Linked DNA regions of Gossypium hirsutum: region 2 is linked to region 1. The links are chromatin contacts, called in public Hi-C maps. All regions are on one chromosome and are shown on one strand. The core of a region is the stretch at or near the end of the contact, and the rest is flanking DNA. Distances in the headings are between cores, read along the strand shown. Region 1 has its middle 14 kb from the start of LOC107915829. Region 2 has its middle 9.4 kb from the start of LOC121222430.

Evidence for each region. Hi-C and Micro-C count contacts between places; a contact is called where the count stands out from the background.
Region 2: a contact with region 1 is called in a Hi-C map of leaf, with 1.9 times the contacts expected there. The contact joins two enhancer-like sites. A contact is called at or near these places in 19 of 34 Hi-C or Micro-C datasets (anther, callus, fibers and 4 more).

What each region holds. Positions count from the first base shown.
Region 1 is chrD10:14,313,112-14,317,624 of Gossypium_hirsutum_v2.1, reverse strand. No RefSeq gene overlaps it. Among protein-coding and RNA genes, the nearest start is that of LOC107915829, 14 kb to the right of the region's middle. Within about 2 kb of position 2,579, at least 2 of the 9 cell types and tissues checked have an H3K27ac peak or open chromatin away from gene starts, as enhancers often do. A contact at or near this core is called in leaf, where this site is marked.
Region 2 is chrD10:14,466,036-14,470,418 of Gossypium_hirsutum_v2.1, reverse strand. No RefSeq gene overlaps it. Among protein-coding and RNA genes, the nearest start is that of LOC121222430, 9.4 kb to the left of the region's middle. Within about 2 kb of position 1,253, at least 1 of the 9 cell types and tissues checked has an H3K27ac peak or open chromatin away from gene starts, as enhancers often do. A contact at or near this core is called in leaf, where this site is marked.

The sequences.
Region 1 (4,513 bases), core at 1,330-3,829:
AAGTAGCTATGGAAAAATCATGGTACTAAGGAAGCAACTGGGGAACCCTGAAGATTCGATTTGTCAAAAATACCCATATCTGCTTGAGTCAGGTAAATTTTGAGGCTGAAATTTCTTTTAAGGGGAGAGAGTTGTAACACCCCAAACTTTGAATGTTTGACTAAGAAATGCTAGCATAAATGAATCTCTGTTTCTGTGGTTGTGTGCCCTGCTTATGTGTTCAAGGTCATGAGTTCGAGTGACGTCTTTAGAAAGCTTTGCTATTTTATTCTAAACTAACCTCTATATTTGAATTGTTGACTTAAGCTTAATTTGTTGTAAATCTGTGTCAACGATGAACCTAGTGGTTCAATGGTTAAGCTTCTATATACTTTTAGGTCTTGTGTTCGAGTCTTGGCGTATGCGTTAGGAATTCTGATTGGTGGTTAAAACATTAAATTTTAACGTTTCCTCTTCTCCTCTCTCTTCCTCATTTTTTTTCTTTTTTATTATTCCTGTTTCTCTTTTATTTTCTTTTATCGGTCCCTGAACTTCTTGTTCCTTATTTGCTATTCTGGTCAAGTAAGTACAATTTCTGTGATGTCAATTAAGAGTTAATTGTGTAGTTCTGTTGTGAATTCTAAAAAACAACGATTTTGTACTGTCGAAATAGTTCCGTGTTAGTAGGTTGAAGTCTCTTCTTTAAGCGATTCTGGTTTCTTTGTTTTAGGTGTGTGTGTCGAAAGTAGCATTTCTTAATAGGCTAATTTGAACAGGTGTCGTTGATTTAATGGTAAGTATCGGTTTCTTTAAAGGTTTTCTGTCGAAGTTTTTGACATAGTTCAGTAAGTGTTAATTTGTGCGAATTTCACTGTTTTAGTCGATTGATTGATTCTGGTTGGCTAATTTAGGCTTTGAGATTTCTCTGTATTGTTTCTGCGTCAAAACTACTTTAGGTGCATACCGAAAACCCAAACTTTTAGGAATTTTGGACGCCAAAAAACATGATTGTTGATGCCACATGACAGTGTGGCAGGCCGTGTAACTCACTATCCACGAATTAGAGATGTATGGGCTAGAGGCACGGGCTTGTGTCCAGACTGTGTGTGGGGAATATTTAGTGCAGGGTTCACAAGGGCCAGAGACACATGCATGTGTCCAGGCCGTGTAACTCACTGTTTGCCACTAGAGACCACACGGGCCAGAGACACGGGCGGGTGTCCAGGCCGTGTGAGACACACGAGCATACACATGGGCGAGTGCCAGGTTATGTGGAGCTATATGAGCCAGCCATTCCGGTCGCGTGAAACCATACGGACGTGTGACCCAAAAATTGGATTTTTCTCTCGGGTAGTATGCGTCGTTTGAAACAATTGTAGGCTTTCTGTAGTGTCCATATGTACTGAATTAAACTGTATAAGCTATGATTTCATGATCTAAAACTAAATATTGAGAGATCTGATGTATATTGGATATGGTAACTGTTACTGATATTGAATTATTCGGTATGAACATTAACTGTATCTAAGTGGCCATGTACGACTCTGTATTAACTGTTGTTTGAATCTGGATTTGCATTGGGTGAAATTGAGTAAAGGAGGAAGTATTCTATTCTGAAATGGTGGTTAAACCACTGGTATTTATATTCTGATGTGGCAGTTAGTCTATAATTATCAGAACATGTTATACAGATACTGTGTGGTGTGTAGGGTTGGAAGGGTATTTAATACCCTGATTGGTGTGTTGGGTTGGTCGAAGATAGTGTGTAATGGGTGGGAAATAGGAAGCTTGCATATATTTTGATATGTTCTGTCTCTGAGAATAGCCTGACTTACCATCTATCTAAACTGCTATGATCTGTTAAACTGAATGATCTGCTTTCTGGATCTGACTCTGGAATCCAATATTGGGACCCTATTGGTTTTAACTTAAATATATTGAACAAATAATTAATTTTTTTAGGAAATCACTAACTTATTTCTTCTGCTGACTAAATTACAGGTAAATCACAGACTTGATCGGTTCGGCAGATCGTGAGCTCGGTCATACCCCTTATCTATTTTAGTGTTATTAGTTTGTTAACTTACTTTCAATAATTTCAATACGTAAAGTATTTTAAGAGTATAAGTAATGTATTATGCTATGCATTTGCTAATTTCTACTAGATTGGCTTAAAGACTTAAATTTCGATAATGTGCTTTGAGAGATATTCGAGGTAACTTCCTAAATTTGACCTTATCGTCTAGGCCGGGTATGAAGTGTTACCTAAATTGATTTAATTTTCATCAAAATCAATAATAATGGAATTCCCATTCCATAATACGTTAGAACTTGATTCATTTTTCAACACATCATGAAATCAAAACTGATCCATTGGCCAAACAGCTTGTGGTGAAGAACAATTGATGAGTTGTTATCAAAGAAAGGTCCTGCATTTGTCAATTTTTACACTAAAAAAAGTTTACTCTTTTTTATGTTGTTTGTTTGTTTTTTGCTTTCCCAGACAGTGAAAAGAAACAATTAAGCGAAAGCACAAGTGGGAATTTAGGTGTAGTATTGAGATGGGAACCCACCCACTCCTATGAAAACATTGGTTCGATAAATGTGGGTCTCAGGGGAATTATTTCTTTGATCACAACAATACGTGTGAGTTGCGAGCATGCATGTGACTTCTCCTATTTTCTTACATAAATTCTTCAACAAAAAAGCACTTGCCAAGAAAAGAAAAATCGACTTTTTCAACCTAAGATCCAATGGACGTGTAGCTCTAAATAAACTATTTTTTCATGGGGTTTTACGGAGTTTGATTCATCTTACATTTCAGATTGAAATTACGATATTTGGATTATTAATATTTCGGTCATCCAATAATTTCATATTATGAAATAGTATTAAGATGTTATAATCTTAGATTATAAGCATAATCTTATATTTTGGATCAATTTAGGTTTTTTTCTTAAATAAAGTTCAAGACTAATTAAAAATAAAAAATATATATTTTTCTAATAATGAACCAGAACATGCCATACTAGAGGTGATCATGGGCCAGGTCGGGCCGGGTGTGGGCCGGGCCCAAAAAATTTTTGGCCCGCGTCCTAGGCCCGGGTTCGGCCCGGCCCGAAATATGGGCCTAAAATTTTGTCCAATGCCGGCTCGAGAAAAAATTCTTAAGCCCGATCACGGCCCGGCCCATTTTTAATAAACACCAAAAATTTATTTTAAAAATAAAAAAATAAAAATATATTTTAAAAATATTTTAAAATTTAAAAATAAAAAATATATATTTATTATATATTCGGGCCAGGCCCGGGCCAAAAAAGTGGTGCCCGAGGCCCGACCCATTTTCTAAACGGGCCTCATTTTTTTGCCCAAACCCATATTTCGGGCAGACCGCCCAGCCCATTATCACCTCTATGCCATACCTTACAATTACAATTATTATATTTTATTTAATAAATTACTTATTAATATATTAATTATGATTATGATTATGATTGATGTTTCAATCACTTTTCATAAATTATTATAATTATGATTTATAAATTTATTACAACATCATATATTTATTTATTAATATATAAATTATAATAAAAAATTAAAAATTGTAATAATTTATTATAATTTTGAGGAAATTGAGACTAAAAAAATGTTAAAAGAACTAAACTTTGTTTAAAAAAAAACACATTCTATAAGAATGACAATAGAGTAAATTTTGCTTTTAAATAATCTTACATTCGGTCAACCTAACATCTAAAATCTTACATTCCTATCAAATGAACCAAATAGAATAATTTTACATTCCACCTATAATTATACATTCTCATAATTCTATTATAAAACGTAATCTAAAATCCTTAAATACAAAGTTATAAAGGTTAGCATTTGATATATAATTAGTGAAAATTTTTAATTTCATAAGTAAGATTTAAATGCTACTAGATTTCTATTTTGTATACTTTATTTTTGTAGTTTTACTATACTTTAAGGAGGTATGTATCATCACTTTCAAAAAAAAAATTTGTATATATCATCTTTAAATCTTATTATGAAATCTTAAATTTTTACTAAAAGTGTATAAAAAAAACTGAAAATTGAAAATACCAGAGAATTGAAATATATATATATTAAAAAAATAGTGGCTACAATTATATTTGTTCAAATTTTATATGAATTTGATGCGTTGGTCCGAATAGCTTTTCAAAGTAATAGTTTGAATCGATTTAGATTTATTTTTTAAATAAAATATATTTAAAAATTGATGTATAAAAGGTTTTCAATATTAAAAAAAGTGTACAAGCTGTTAAGGTTATTTTTTCAATTTTATTAAGAAAACATATATTAAACATTATATATAAATATAAAAAAATTAGAATCAAATATTTTTTTTCAAATATCATAAATCATTTTATCAAAATTTTCATATATAATTATTAAAATTTCAATGTGCAAAAAATTATATTCTAATTAAATAATTAAAATATACAAAAAATATTTAACATTACAAAAAAATAAAAATATATGAATTTAGGTATTG
Region 2 (4,383 bases), core at 4-2,503, 150 kb before region 1:
TTGTTCTATAGTAACTTACAAAAATGTTAACAATATAACTCTTTTAACATTTTGTTGAAATAGTGTTCTTATAAAAATGACGTCAACATTTTAATTGAAATAGTTCACAATATAATTATTTAGACTAACTAATGATATTATAAAATAGAATGACCAAATTATGTCAAAAAAATGAAGTATATAGATGAAATATCATGTTTCAGCCTAGTATAAGAGTTAAACTAAAGTTCGACCATCGTCTAATAATGCCTAAAAACACGAAGCAAAGCAAACCCCAAAAAATGAGAGATCACGTGTACCCTTAATCTTGTAACATTTTAATCGAAAAGTTAATGATATTAATTATTTGAACTAATTAATATTATTATAAAAAATAAAAATCAATTTATATTAAGAATTAAAATTAAAATTTAAACATAATAAAAATATCAAAACTGAAATTTAACTATTTTTCTATAATGTTAAAAAAACACTATTGTGCTCTTAAATAAATCAATTGAATTAAATCGAGATTGACATTACATTTAAACAAAATAGATTCAAACAAGGGAGTTCTCTGTTATCCATAAAAGTAAACATGCTTATACAGAGTCTAGGGTTGAGGTGTTTATGGGTTGGACTAAGCCAAATTTAAGTCAAGCCTATACAAGGTATTTAAACCAAATATTCAAGCTCGGGTTCAACTCGAAAAATGGACTTACTTTTTTTGTCCAAGTTCGGTTCAATTTAAGAAAGGTAAATTTGAGCCTGACCCGACTTGCTCATATTTGATTTTTTATATTAATTTTTATTTGAAAAAAAATTAAAAAATATAATACAACACTAAAAAATGTTAAAATAAAAGTTTTCTAACACATCAAAAATATTTATAGTAAAAAACACTGCCATAAATATAATAAATATTTTATTATATTAAAAAACACAAATAAATATAATAAATATTTTATTGTATTAAATATATAATTTAAAATTTTATATTTTAGGTGAATTATTTTTTAAATTTTGAGTAATAGATTTAATTGTTATGAAGTTAATGATTTAATATAAATATAAATATGATTTAACATATATAATTAATATAATATTTTTATAATATAATATATTCCGCAACTAAAAAAATCTTACCAAAAGTTCTATCCATATAGAAAATAATCAAATTCATTTTTTGAATATTATATTATATTTAAAATTATTATTTTTAAAGCTTAGCTTCGAATATGGATAAGTCTCCCAGTCCACGAAAGTCTGGGGCACATTTGTTTTTCGCTTGGATTTCAGCTTGTGTTTTTGGATGTTTGCACATCAAGTAGATATTGACAGCCACATTAGCTTCAAGAAAAAGAATAAAAATATAAAATTTCTGGGTAAAGTTGAGTGTTTTAGGCAAATCAAATCAGGTGTACAATTCATCTTCAGCAAGATTAAACTTCAAGTGTCAGATCCTGCTTCCATCATAGCAAGCGTTTGCAAATTTCCCGGTGGGACGTCCTTGCTCAGTTTGCTTCATTATGCTACTATTTCTTCATTTACTCTAAACCAACTCTTCAATCCAGTCACAAAAGTTTAAGTTTGATTATAAAATAAGTTTCAGCTATTCAACTTTAATAAATTTTTATTTTAATTACTCGTTTTCTTTTAAAATTAATTTTATTAAAAAAAGAAAAAATTTAAATTTATACATGAAATTGAATTATTCAACGGCAAAGATGAAACTTGAGTTTTTTCTTATAACTCAATTCATTATAAAAATTCAAAATTTTTCGTGTAAAAACTTAGGTAATTTACTAGAAAAATCCAAGTTTTCTGCTTTTCACTAAAAAAGAAAAACTCAAGTTATAAAACTCAGTTATTTCCCTATAAAACTCCAAAATTTTCTTTTTATCGGGAAAAATTAAAATTAATTCTAAAAAAGAGAAAAATAAAGAAAATTAAAAAGATAAATGATTTTTAAATATCTAAATTTTTCCATGCACACCCAAGTCATTCCCTTTTACTAAAAAACTAAAATTAAGTCCAAAAAATTAAAGACAAATAAAAAATATTACTAAAGTTAAGTAACTAAAATGAATATACAATAATATTAAATTAGTAGCAGGTGATCAAAATGAAAACAATTTTACCAGCAGTACCTAATGAAAATGGTTTTTGATAGCTATGCCTAAAATGAAAAATATTTTTTTGATACTTTTAAAAGTTAAAGCGAAGAATTGTGTAATTTAACCTTTAATAAAAAATTATCTTGATTTTTTTACTCGAACCTTTGTCAAGTTTTTAACTAAAAAAAATTAATAAAAATTAGGTATTAAAAACACTCAATTACACTCGAAAACTAATTTGGGTTACTCAATAACTTAGACGCAATTAATTAAGTGTTAAAATACTCAAATTTGAATTGCTGAATATGATATAATTGATTTTTTTAGATAGACTTGTATACAAGTTGAGTGGCACACCTAATTTGCTATATATGCTGGAGACTAGTGAAGGTGAGTTCGGATAAGAATATTTTTTTTGTTCCAAGTTGAATCGATTTTAAATTTAAATTAAATATTATTAATTTTTTTATTTAAATGTAATTAGAAAACTAATAATAAAATGAACTAATTGAACTTATCCCTAACAAAAATCAGTAATAACGCTTTCGTAACCGACTCATTGTGGAAGAAGATGGTAACGCTTATGCTTGGGTTTGAATCCCGAGAAATTTTAGAAGGAAACCATGGAAAAAAGTATCTTGATTGGAAACTTACTTAATGATAAAATATTGGGTGAATTTTTAAGGAAAAATTATAAAATTAGGTCATTTTTTAAAATTTGTTGGAATAAGTTAATTTTAGAGAGGGTGTGAAAGTTGGATGTGTTTTCAACGGATTTTAGAGGAAATGCTTTTAACTTGATGTGCTTTCAACTTTGGTCAAATGCTTAAATGTTAGTGTTTTTATCCTAGAGTCTCAGGTTCAATTCATTTCCTACTCACATTTGTAATTGCACTATGAAATAAAAAATACAAATGTTTATAAGAGAGAAATCGAACTCAAGACTCAAGAAAGTAATTGCAACTATCTAACCATCTAACGTTTAAAAAATTAATTAAAATTTAAATTAAAGGCTATTTGCATTCCAATCAATTTATTCAATCACTTTTAAAATAATATACTAATTAAATCTAAAATTAAATTCTTGTTACGCCTGCTAAGAGCCTCAAGCTACCTTGAGCAGTCACAACCCAAACAATCTCTTTGTAGTAGCCCTCCTCAACTAGCTACTTGCTTCACAGGTGAGCGTATTCATTATCTGTCATTTTAAATAACTATAGAGTCAAACAAGAACATCTAGGGCACAAGCAAGACCACTTAGAATCATAGTGCCAACCTACTTGGTCTAGTAATGTTGGACTATTGGCTTCTGACCTCTAATCCTCTAATATCAATTCTCCACATGACACCTTAGACTAGATAATTTGAATATAAGCTAAAGGAGAGGGAGGATAGGATAATTTGTATATAAGCTTAAGGAGAGGAAGGATAGGACACAAATTTTTTCTTCCCTCACCAGATTCCAATTCCTTATTCTTCCTCCTTATAACTCTAACCTCTATATACACTGCTCTCAATCCTATCTTAAACAAAGCAAACCAACCATCTTAATCACATTCTCATCCTTGTATCAACAATCCTCAATTATAGTATACAGTTAACCCTCTCTATAATAGCTCTATTTTTTCGCCAAGATTTTGCCTATTATAGTGGTGGTGGTTATTGTTGGAGTATGCTCAAAGATCAATCATATGATTATTGTAATAACATACTTATTTACCTAGTTTATTAACAAAGACATTGCCGTTATTGTTTTCAGTACTTATTCTTGTGTTTAAATAAACTGTATAATGATAATGTCCAAAGAATGATATGATCATTCTTAAGTATCCTTAGTCAAGTATTATCGCGGGCTTAGACAACAAATAATGCATTGAGACTAATATGTGCTTGATCAATGACAAGTGTTGTTATAGATATATGATATCAAATAAACATATAAGTATATGTTAGAGAATAATATACTAGATTGACCCATCATGAGAATGTTTCTTTGATTAGTATATAGTAGTCACAACATTTCTCATAATGATAATTGCATGTATGATCATTAGACTTGAGATCATCATTATTCCAACATTGTGAGTCGTATGTTATGACACAATCAAATGTCTTCCGTAAATGATTGTACTATTGATGTTGGTAGAGGTGATCACGGGCCGGGCCCAGACAAAATTTTAAGCCCGTTTTCTAGGAATATGTGCCTAAAAATTTATCCAAGCATAACCCAAAAGAAAATTACTAAGCCTGAGCCCGGCCCGACTCGGCCCGACCCATATTACATATA